Linked DNA regions of Mus musculus: region 1 is linked to region 2. A link is a contact called in public Hi-C data. All regions are on one chromosome and are shown on one strand. Each heading gives the region's core, a stretch centred on a gene start, on an enhancer-like site or on the middle of the called end of the contact. The rest is flanking DNA. Distances are from core to core; before and after follow the strand shown. Region 1 overlaps Rnf150 (ring finger protein 150). Region 2 holds the start of Inpp4b (inositol polyphosphate-4-phosphatase, type II).

Evidence for each region. A called contact is a pair of places that touch in the nucleus more often than the background predicts.
Region 1: a Hi-C map of the MNK3 cell line shows a contact between it and region 2, with 10 times the contacts expected there. The contact joins the enhancer-like site here to the promoter of Inpp4b in region 2. A contact is called at or near these places in 9 of 39 promoter capture datasets (the C10 cell line, embryonic stem cells, frontonasal cranial neural crest and 5 more), 1 of 15 datasets of contacts at CTCF or cohesin (large pre-B cells), 10 of 484 Hi-C or Micro-C datasets (the AtT-20 cell line, B cells, the Ba/F3 cell line and 6 more), 1 of 115 datasets of contacts at active chromatin or transcription factors (astrocytes) and 3 of 9 other capture datasets (adipose tissue, embryonic stem cells and liver).

Annotation. Positions count from the first base shown.
Region 1 is chr8:83,084,309-83,088,115 of GRCm38.p6, reverse strand. Rnf150 (ring finger protein 150) reads right to left here. Exons shown (of 7, transcript NM_177378.4): 7 at 1-3,807. Among named protein-coding and RNA genes, the nearest start is that of Tbc1d9, 79 kb to the left of the region's middle. Within about 2 kb of position 1,290, at least 47 of the 459 cell types and tissues checked have an H3K27ac peak or open chromatin away from gene starts, as enhancers often do. A contact at or near this core is called in the Ba/F3 cell line and the MNK3 cell line, where this site is marked.
Region 2 is chr8:81,340,065-81,343,992 of GRCm38.p6, reverse strand. Inpp4b (inositol polyphosphate-4-phosphatase, type II) reads right to left here and starts at 1,431. Exons shown (of 25, transcript NM_001024617.3): 1 at 1,196-1,431. Gm51582 (classical arabinogalactan protein 9-like) reads left to right here and starts at 1,340. Exons shown (of 2, transcript XM_030243908.1): 1 at 1,340-1,739. The coding sequence starts at 1,351.

The sequences.
Region 1 (3,807 bases), core at 41-2,540, 1.7 Mb before region 2:
GGTCACGCAAATCCTGCTCTTGTGCGAATGTGGCCTATTAGGAGGGGACCAAGGAACAGGGTTTAAGGAAATGGGGTGTAAGATAGGGAAAGTGTGTGTGTGTGTGTGTGTGTGTGTGTGTGTGTGTGTGTGTGTGTGTGTGCAAGGAAGGGAAGGGAAATTAAGAATGCTATGGGGGCTGGTGAAATGGCTCAGTGGTTAAGAGCACTGACTGCTCTTCTAGAGGTCCTGAGTTCAATTCCTAGTAACTACCTGGGGACTCACAACCATCTGTATCTGGGATCTGATGCCCTCTTCTGGCTTGCAGGTGTACATGCAGATAGAGCAACTCATACATTTAATTTTTTTTTTTTTCTTCTACAGGACATCATCTCCCTGGCCTCAGTACCTCAGCACTGCAGAGACTGGACCTTCTCTTTGTAGATTGCATGATGATCTTTCCTAAAATTTTTGAAAGTTTTTATTTGGTAATTTTCATGGTGTTCAGCCAAGGATATGCATTCAGTGGACAACTAAATGCCATTAAATGCTTATGCAATCTACTTCAGCACCAACTAAGCTTACACCAAGAATCTTAGGCAGACTGATGTTCTCTTTTGGTTCTGGAAGTGTTGTAGTCCCAGGAATGTCTGGGCTGTAAAGAAAATGGCCACTGGGCACAGCCATTCTTAACAGGCTAGACCCTTGAATACCCACAGATGAAAATGTTAAAGCAACAACAACAACAACAACAACAACAACAACAACAACAACAAATCTCTGGAGAGAGACTTGCTTCCATGGCCAGGATGTCACACACAATGTTGAAATAGCTAGGTGCCTCTGGTACTCCTCCCCACCTCTGCCCCTGCCTCCACCCAGTATTTGTCTCTGTAGCTGTCCCAGAACTTGCTTCATAGACCGGGCTGACCTCAAACTCACTGAGATCCACCTGCCTGAGTGCTGGGTTCAAAGGTGTGAGCCACCACTGCCTGATTGCCTCTGATACCTTATCATCTCCTGTCTCCATACTATATCCATCCCTTGGGTGTGTGACCAGAACTGACCTTGAAGGCCCTGCCAGACCCAAGGCTGTTCTTAGGAGGCAGCAGCCCTTTAGAAGGATTAACCACGCAGGAGGAAGCCATTCTGAAAGTGACTCTGAGGGAGTTCAGGGCTCTTTTCCTCTCTCAACCTTGGACAAAGCTGAAGAGAAAGCTGCTCGCCATTCACCACATAGAGGCTGGATGGCCACAAGCTCAGAGATCCTTTCTCGGCAATGCCACACAGACCGGGTATGTGGCTCGGCCTGCGGTTTCCTGCGCCTTTCCTGTCTCTGAGTTCTACTGCTTTAGAACGGGGCAGCCACAGGGATGAAGAACTATGGGTTGAGGTAAATTCTCTTTGGCTAAGTGTCACATTAAGAGTCTTGGGATTAGTCATAGAAGTGAGGGGTGTAAGTCTCTCACATGAGTCTCAGGGTTTGTCATAAAAGTGAGGGTGTAATTTTATTTCAGCACCAAATCAGCATGGTTGGTTGTCTTGTTGTTTTTTAACAAACAGCTCGTCAGAGAAGCAACAGTTGCTGAGGACAGTGGACACTGTGTTTAGAAAGTTGATAAAGGCTATTTGAACCGCTATTACTTATGGAATAAGAACATCCCTGGCTGTCTCCTTAGGTAACTTGGCTAAAGTCTGTTTTTCTTTTGGGGAAAACCTGAGGTAATCTTATCCTTTTTCTCCTGTCACAGTCAGGAGAGCACTTGTAAGGATTCTGGAACATTTCTTGGGCTGTGCTGCCCGGCTGGTGGCCACTAGGCACATGTGGCTACGGAAAGCTTGAACTGTGGCTAGTAATAATGATGATGTGCTGGGCGTGTAAAAGACAGCAGATTTAGAATAGGTAACAAAGAATAGAGGAAAATGTTTTCCTGACACCCTACATCATTTGCACATCAAAACAATAATAATATTAGATTAAACTGCTATTAAATAATTTCCACCTGTTTCCTTTTTGCTTCTTAAAATGTGGCTATCGGGAGTTAGAAAAAAAAATGCATGTGACTTGGGCTGTATTTCTGTTGGACAGAGTTGGTGCACCACTTGCTCCAGAAAAATGCATGCCTGTAAATGCATAGTCAGTGGGCACTCCTGGGCTGCATAGCCACGTGTGGCTCACTGGGTCCTCAGGTCAGGGCCTCCTCATCACGGAAGGCAGCAGCAATGTCTATAGTAAGAGCTTTGCCAGTTATCTCAAGAGGAAAAACTTTCTTTTAATCTTTCTTTTGCCATGAAGGTCACAGGGAAGCCCTTCAAAACTCTTTGGTAAGCAGAGACTGTCAAAGGCTCAGGGAGTTTGCCACAGGGTCTCCTTGGAGTCAGATCAACAGGCTAAGGGTGGGCCTCTTGGGCTCCTTAGCATCCTGTAGGGTATTAGGTCAAGGACTTGCTTATATAATCAGCGTTTACCTGGCCACTGGCCAGAAAACACCTACCAGATCTTTTTCTGTCTGGTCATGCAATGTAATTTTGTATTTCTCTTGTTGTTGAATTACCCCAATGTCATTAGACTAAATATTAAAATTTCCTTTGTGACTCAGTTGTTTTCACAACACAGATCCCCCCTGGAGAAGTGCAGATGTGTCACCTGAGACAGAGGGGACAGTGAGACTCATCTTCGAAACTTCATTGGAGAGAGTCTGGTTTAGCACTCACCTGCTTCCTCGCTACGAAGCATCTCAGGCCTTGGAGGCGGGCATTAATTATGGGATGTGCTAGACCTTTGACAGAGGTGATTTTTCTGAAGCTTGTTATCATTTTCCTTGCCTTGCTCTCTACCATCGAATAGGAATGCATTAAAAGTAGAAAGAAAGGAAGGAAGGAAGGAAGGGAGGGAGGGAGGGAGGGAGGGAGGGAGGGAGGGAGGAAGGAAGGAAGGAAGGAAGGAAAAGGAGCAGTGGAGAATTCCATCGCCCTGGACTCAAAATTCCAGTGGGCAGCATGGATTTACAGCTCACGAATGTTTGAAAGATATTAGTGTAATGAGGTGGAAAAGCTCAAATCAAATACATAAATACAGCTCAGTGGGAAGAGCTTGCTTTCCTGATAATCCCTGCTCTGTATGACCTTGCCAACTGCTAGGGAGGAGGAGGAGGAGGAGGAGGAGGAGGAAGAGATCCTTCTGATTGTCCAGAGGGACACAGGTGGCCACCTATGTCTCTGGAATTGCTGCATGTATCACAATACTGTCTACTCAAAAGACAGCACACTTTTGTTATTGTTTCAGACAAAAAGAGAATAAAATCGTAAACCACTTTATAGTACGGTGGGTTTTGATAGTCATTTGTTATTTTCCTTGTAATCTTATTTGATTCTAACTCTCAGAGGAGACTCAATTTAGCAATTTCCCATGATGCACATTTTGATTCAGACTTTATCAGATCATACCTCGTTCTCCTCTTGATACCCAAATGCTCTCAGAAGACCCGAGAAACTGTTAAGGACTTATTTAGATCTTTCCATGTAGGCTGGTGAGGGTTAACAGGAGAGTTCCTGAAATAAGCTTACACCTGGATGCCAGTGACCTAAAAACTGATTTCATCTTTTCTATACCTCGTACCCGTGGAATTCATTTATGAAGGTGATAAACTGCTAAGGCTTTGGAGGAAATCAGGGAGTCAGGCATCTTCCTGGGAAGACAGGGTATCAGGTTTTGTTTTGTTTGTTTGTTTTTTAAACTAGGCTTATAGTTCCACATACTCTGAACTTTGTCATGGTGTCCTTTGGGGAATTCTGAGTTTTAGACTAAGGCCCTCCAGTCAGAGGACC
Region 2 (3,928 bases), core at 182-2,681:
TTCTACATCATTTAGACCAGCGTGACTGAATGTCCCGCAGGGTTTCCCTGGTAAGTTGACGCTGCAGGAACCACATAATCAACTGAGCATCCTTTCCCTTAACAAACCTCGGTCCCCTAACAGCACTGCTGCCTCTCTCTCCTCTGGGGTTTTTCCAATAAGTTTTGTGTGGCTGCAACTATCTCATCAATATGCACATCCCTACCTATAAAGCTTCTGTCTCCAAACAGAAACCTCTGGGTGTCCTCTGGGGCAGAAACCACCTCCCCTGAGGGAAGCAAAATCAAAGGTGGAGAGGGGCAAACACCGGTGCCTCTGGTTCTCGCATCACCTAGAGCTAGCCAGTTGCAAGCCTGAAAGTCCATACTAGCAGCAGGCTCCTGGGTTTGCTCAGGACCCTTGTCCTGCTAGAGGGGCCAGATAAGCTCAAGTAGGCTGTAGTGCAAATTTGAGACTCCAGAGGAGCCTCTCATCACCCACTCTTACTTTGAAGCCCTGATTTTCTAACTCTTTCTTGACTTCTCTTTGGGGTAGGTAGAACATGAAGGTAGCCTAGGGGTAACAGGCCTGACTTGGGGGGGTGGTGTTGGGGGGACGGAGAGGGCAGGAGTTGCTGAAGGTGGGGCTGGAGATAGCCATGAAAAGAGAGCTCTTTAGGCAACTGCAACCCCAGCATGCCTTCCTTGTTCTAAGGACCAGGACCACTTCCTCTGAAGCAGGAGACAGCCAGTGACTGGGACTAGGGTTGAGAAGCAGTCCCTAAGCACTCCAGGTCGCTGCAGCACCTTTTAAGAACAGCTCAAAGGGACCATAAGCTGGGCCAGAACTCAGTGTCACCTGGGAGTTGGAACTCATATGTGTGTGCGTGTGTGTGTGTGTGTGTGTGTGTGTGTGTGTGTGTGTGTGTGGTGTTCACCCCAGACCAAGCGAGCTCCACTAGACAGTAATCAGGGTCACAGGGGTACCACCAGCAGCCAGGGTCCCTGGGAAGCAAGGCTGAAGGGACGATCTTGGCTGCAAGCTGGGAAACTTGATAAGAAACACACCAGCTGTCTCTCAGGCAGGACGTACTCCCCACCACCACCACCCTGAACTGTCCGATGCGCACGACTACAGCCTATGGATTCACCCATCCTCACCCTCCGCACCCTGCAAAATTCCCTCCCGAGCCCCAGGATCCCAGGCAGGATGTTACCTCTTGCAGAGGCTGAGTAGGGGGCGATAGCAGCGGCAGACACTTTTCAGGATGACTTTCCTGCGTTCTCCAGTGAAAGCGTGTGCGCCCAAGCAGAAGCTGTAACCTGCTATTTATAGCGGCGAGCTCAGCACCCGGGGCTGGGAACCCGGAGGATGGTAGCGTGCAGGGCGCGGGCCGAGCCTCCCCGCTCCCCGCTCCCTGCTCTGGGCTGGCAGCTCACGCTCCGCCCGCCGCCCCGCAGCGCGCGCCCGGGAGAAGTTGCTCCTCGCCCGCAGCTCACACGCCCCCTGGCACTGTCGCCACGTCCCCACCCCCAACGCCCTGCCTCTCTTCCTCCTCGTCTTAGGCTCACTCCCTCGGAGCGGTCTCCTCCCAATGTCACCAACCAGCCACCAAAGAGGAACAGCAGCAGTCTCGCAACTGGTGCAGCTCGCCTCCCTGCCACAGATGGAGTTGGTGGCCCGACCGCACAGCTCGAAATGACCACAACACGCTGCTTCTGTTTACTGACACCCACCACTCAGACTCTGCTGTCTCTGGGGTCAGCTGCCAATCCTGGGGTGCGGGATCACAGGGGCGAAGCGCGCGGGGCGGGGGGGGGGGGGGGCAAGGCAATCACAATGCGACCCGGACAGGAGAAGAGACTGCAGAAGGCGGAAATGTAAAAGGATGTGAGAAGGTAGCTCAGACTAGTCCCCACTGACTGTCCCTGGGAGGAGGATTGGGCGTTAGAGGAGTGTGAAGCGCTGTCCCACGTTCTGGTGACTTCTGCGTGTCACGGTCCTGAGAACTGCTTCTCCCTTGCCAGTGTTTTCCCCTAGACCCAGACTGAGCAGACCTGGGCACAGGGGCAGCCCACAGCCACTCCCCACCTTGCAGAGTGCCTAAGTGTTCCCAACCACCAGGCTCATGCCTTTGACAGCCTGGTTGTGTGGAGACAATCCGCCCTCGGTGTGTTTGAGGTGTCAGAAAATTTTGGTGTGTAATCACGCTGTCTGGAAAGAGACTGAAACTCCCCCACTTCCTCGCGAACAAACCCGAGGGGTGAGGGGTAGTCTGGATAGTCCGGCCTGTGGGGGTGGGGCAAATGACTCTCTCCATCTGCGCCTTACAGGTGCCACCTGGCGGCTTTCCTAGAGAGGTTTTGTCCACTCTGCTCAGAGGTAATTCTTCTCAGAGCTTACCCACAAAGGCACACTAGTCCTTTTTCTTCCTTGCAACCCTTTAAACTGGCACTCTAAATAAAGTAAAAACGCGTGTACACAAGTGTGACATTTGTCACACAAAGAGCCTGGAATCTTAAAGTCAGTGAAATCAATTTGGGTTAAGGCAGTGCTTAACAGTATTACAGTATTACAAAATGGGAAGCTGTGTCTGCCCCCAGCTGTCACCCCTGCTGTCACTGCCTGAATCGAGACATCCATTTACTTCCCAAGTATTTGCTACTAGATATTATCTTTGTTGATGAGGGCAGGGAGTTTGATGGTTTAAATTTATGTGTGTGGGGGCGGGGTGCTAGTGGTGGTGTGAGGGTGTCTTTGGTTGGTTCCGTTGGTTGATTGGGTTGGTTGGTTGGTTGGTTGGTTGGTTGGTTTGGGTTGGTTGGTGGCTGAGTTGGTTAGTGGGTGGGTAATTGAGTGGGTGGGTGGATTGGTTAGGTTGCTTGTTTGATAGGTTGGTTGAGTTGGTTAAGTTGGTTGGTTAGCTGGTTTGGATGGTTAGTTTGGTTAGTTGATTGGTTTGGTTGGTTGCTTGGTTTGGCTGGTTGGTAAGTTGTTAGGATTGATTCCTTTGGTCAGTTAGCTAGCTTGAATGATTAGTTTGTTTGGCTAGTGGGTTAGTTTAGTTGGTTGGGTTGGTTAGTTGGCTGATAGGTTGGTTGAATTAGTTCTGTTGGTCGGTTGTCTGGTTTGGTTGGTTAGTTCATTTGATTAGTTTGTTAGTTGGTTAGTTCATTGGTTGGTTGATTGATTGGTTGGTTTGGTTGGCTAGTTGACTGGTTTAGTTGATTGATTGGTTTGGGTTGGCTAGTTGCTTGGTTGGATTTGTTTGGTTGGGTTGGTTAGTTTGGTTTGGTTTGGTTAGATGTTTGCTTAGTTTGGTTTTCAGATACTTTCTTTAGCCTCTACACTCCCAGAGCTTGGAGTAGTATTGAATACACCATGGCTCCAACAAGTGCTTAGAGACTGACTCAAAACCCTGTGGGTTAGAAGCTGGGTTGCCTTCCTCTCACCCTAGTCCCCAAAGTCCTCCCTTGCTTTCTCTCCAATTCATTTCTGTTCTGCTCAGCCATTATGTCATCATAGGTGAACTGAAGGGGGAAAAGTGGGATTTTGAGGACCAACTTGTCCATTAGACCCTGTCACTCTTGAGGTGTTGGCTATGCACCTGTAACATGCAGTTGCCAGCCATCTTCATGCAATCTACTGGAAAAAATGGTGCAGATCATCTGCTGGCAGAAGTTCAGCCCAGAAAAATACACAGAATGGAAGACAATGAAACCGGAGCTCCAGAGCTTCACCTCACTAGGACTTATGCATCTGTTCCCTGGCCTCAGAGGAAAAAAAAATAGTGCAAAAGGAAGATGGAGCTCTTAGACAATGAGGTTAGATGCTGCCATAGAAGCATCAGAATCAGAAAATTGTTCCCTCTAAAATAGAGTTGTCAAGCAGAGTTACTGACTGGACAGGAACACTCAAAGTAAGGCGCCCCTCAAAAGCCCCAGTGTGA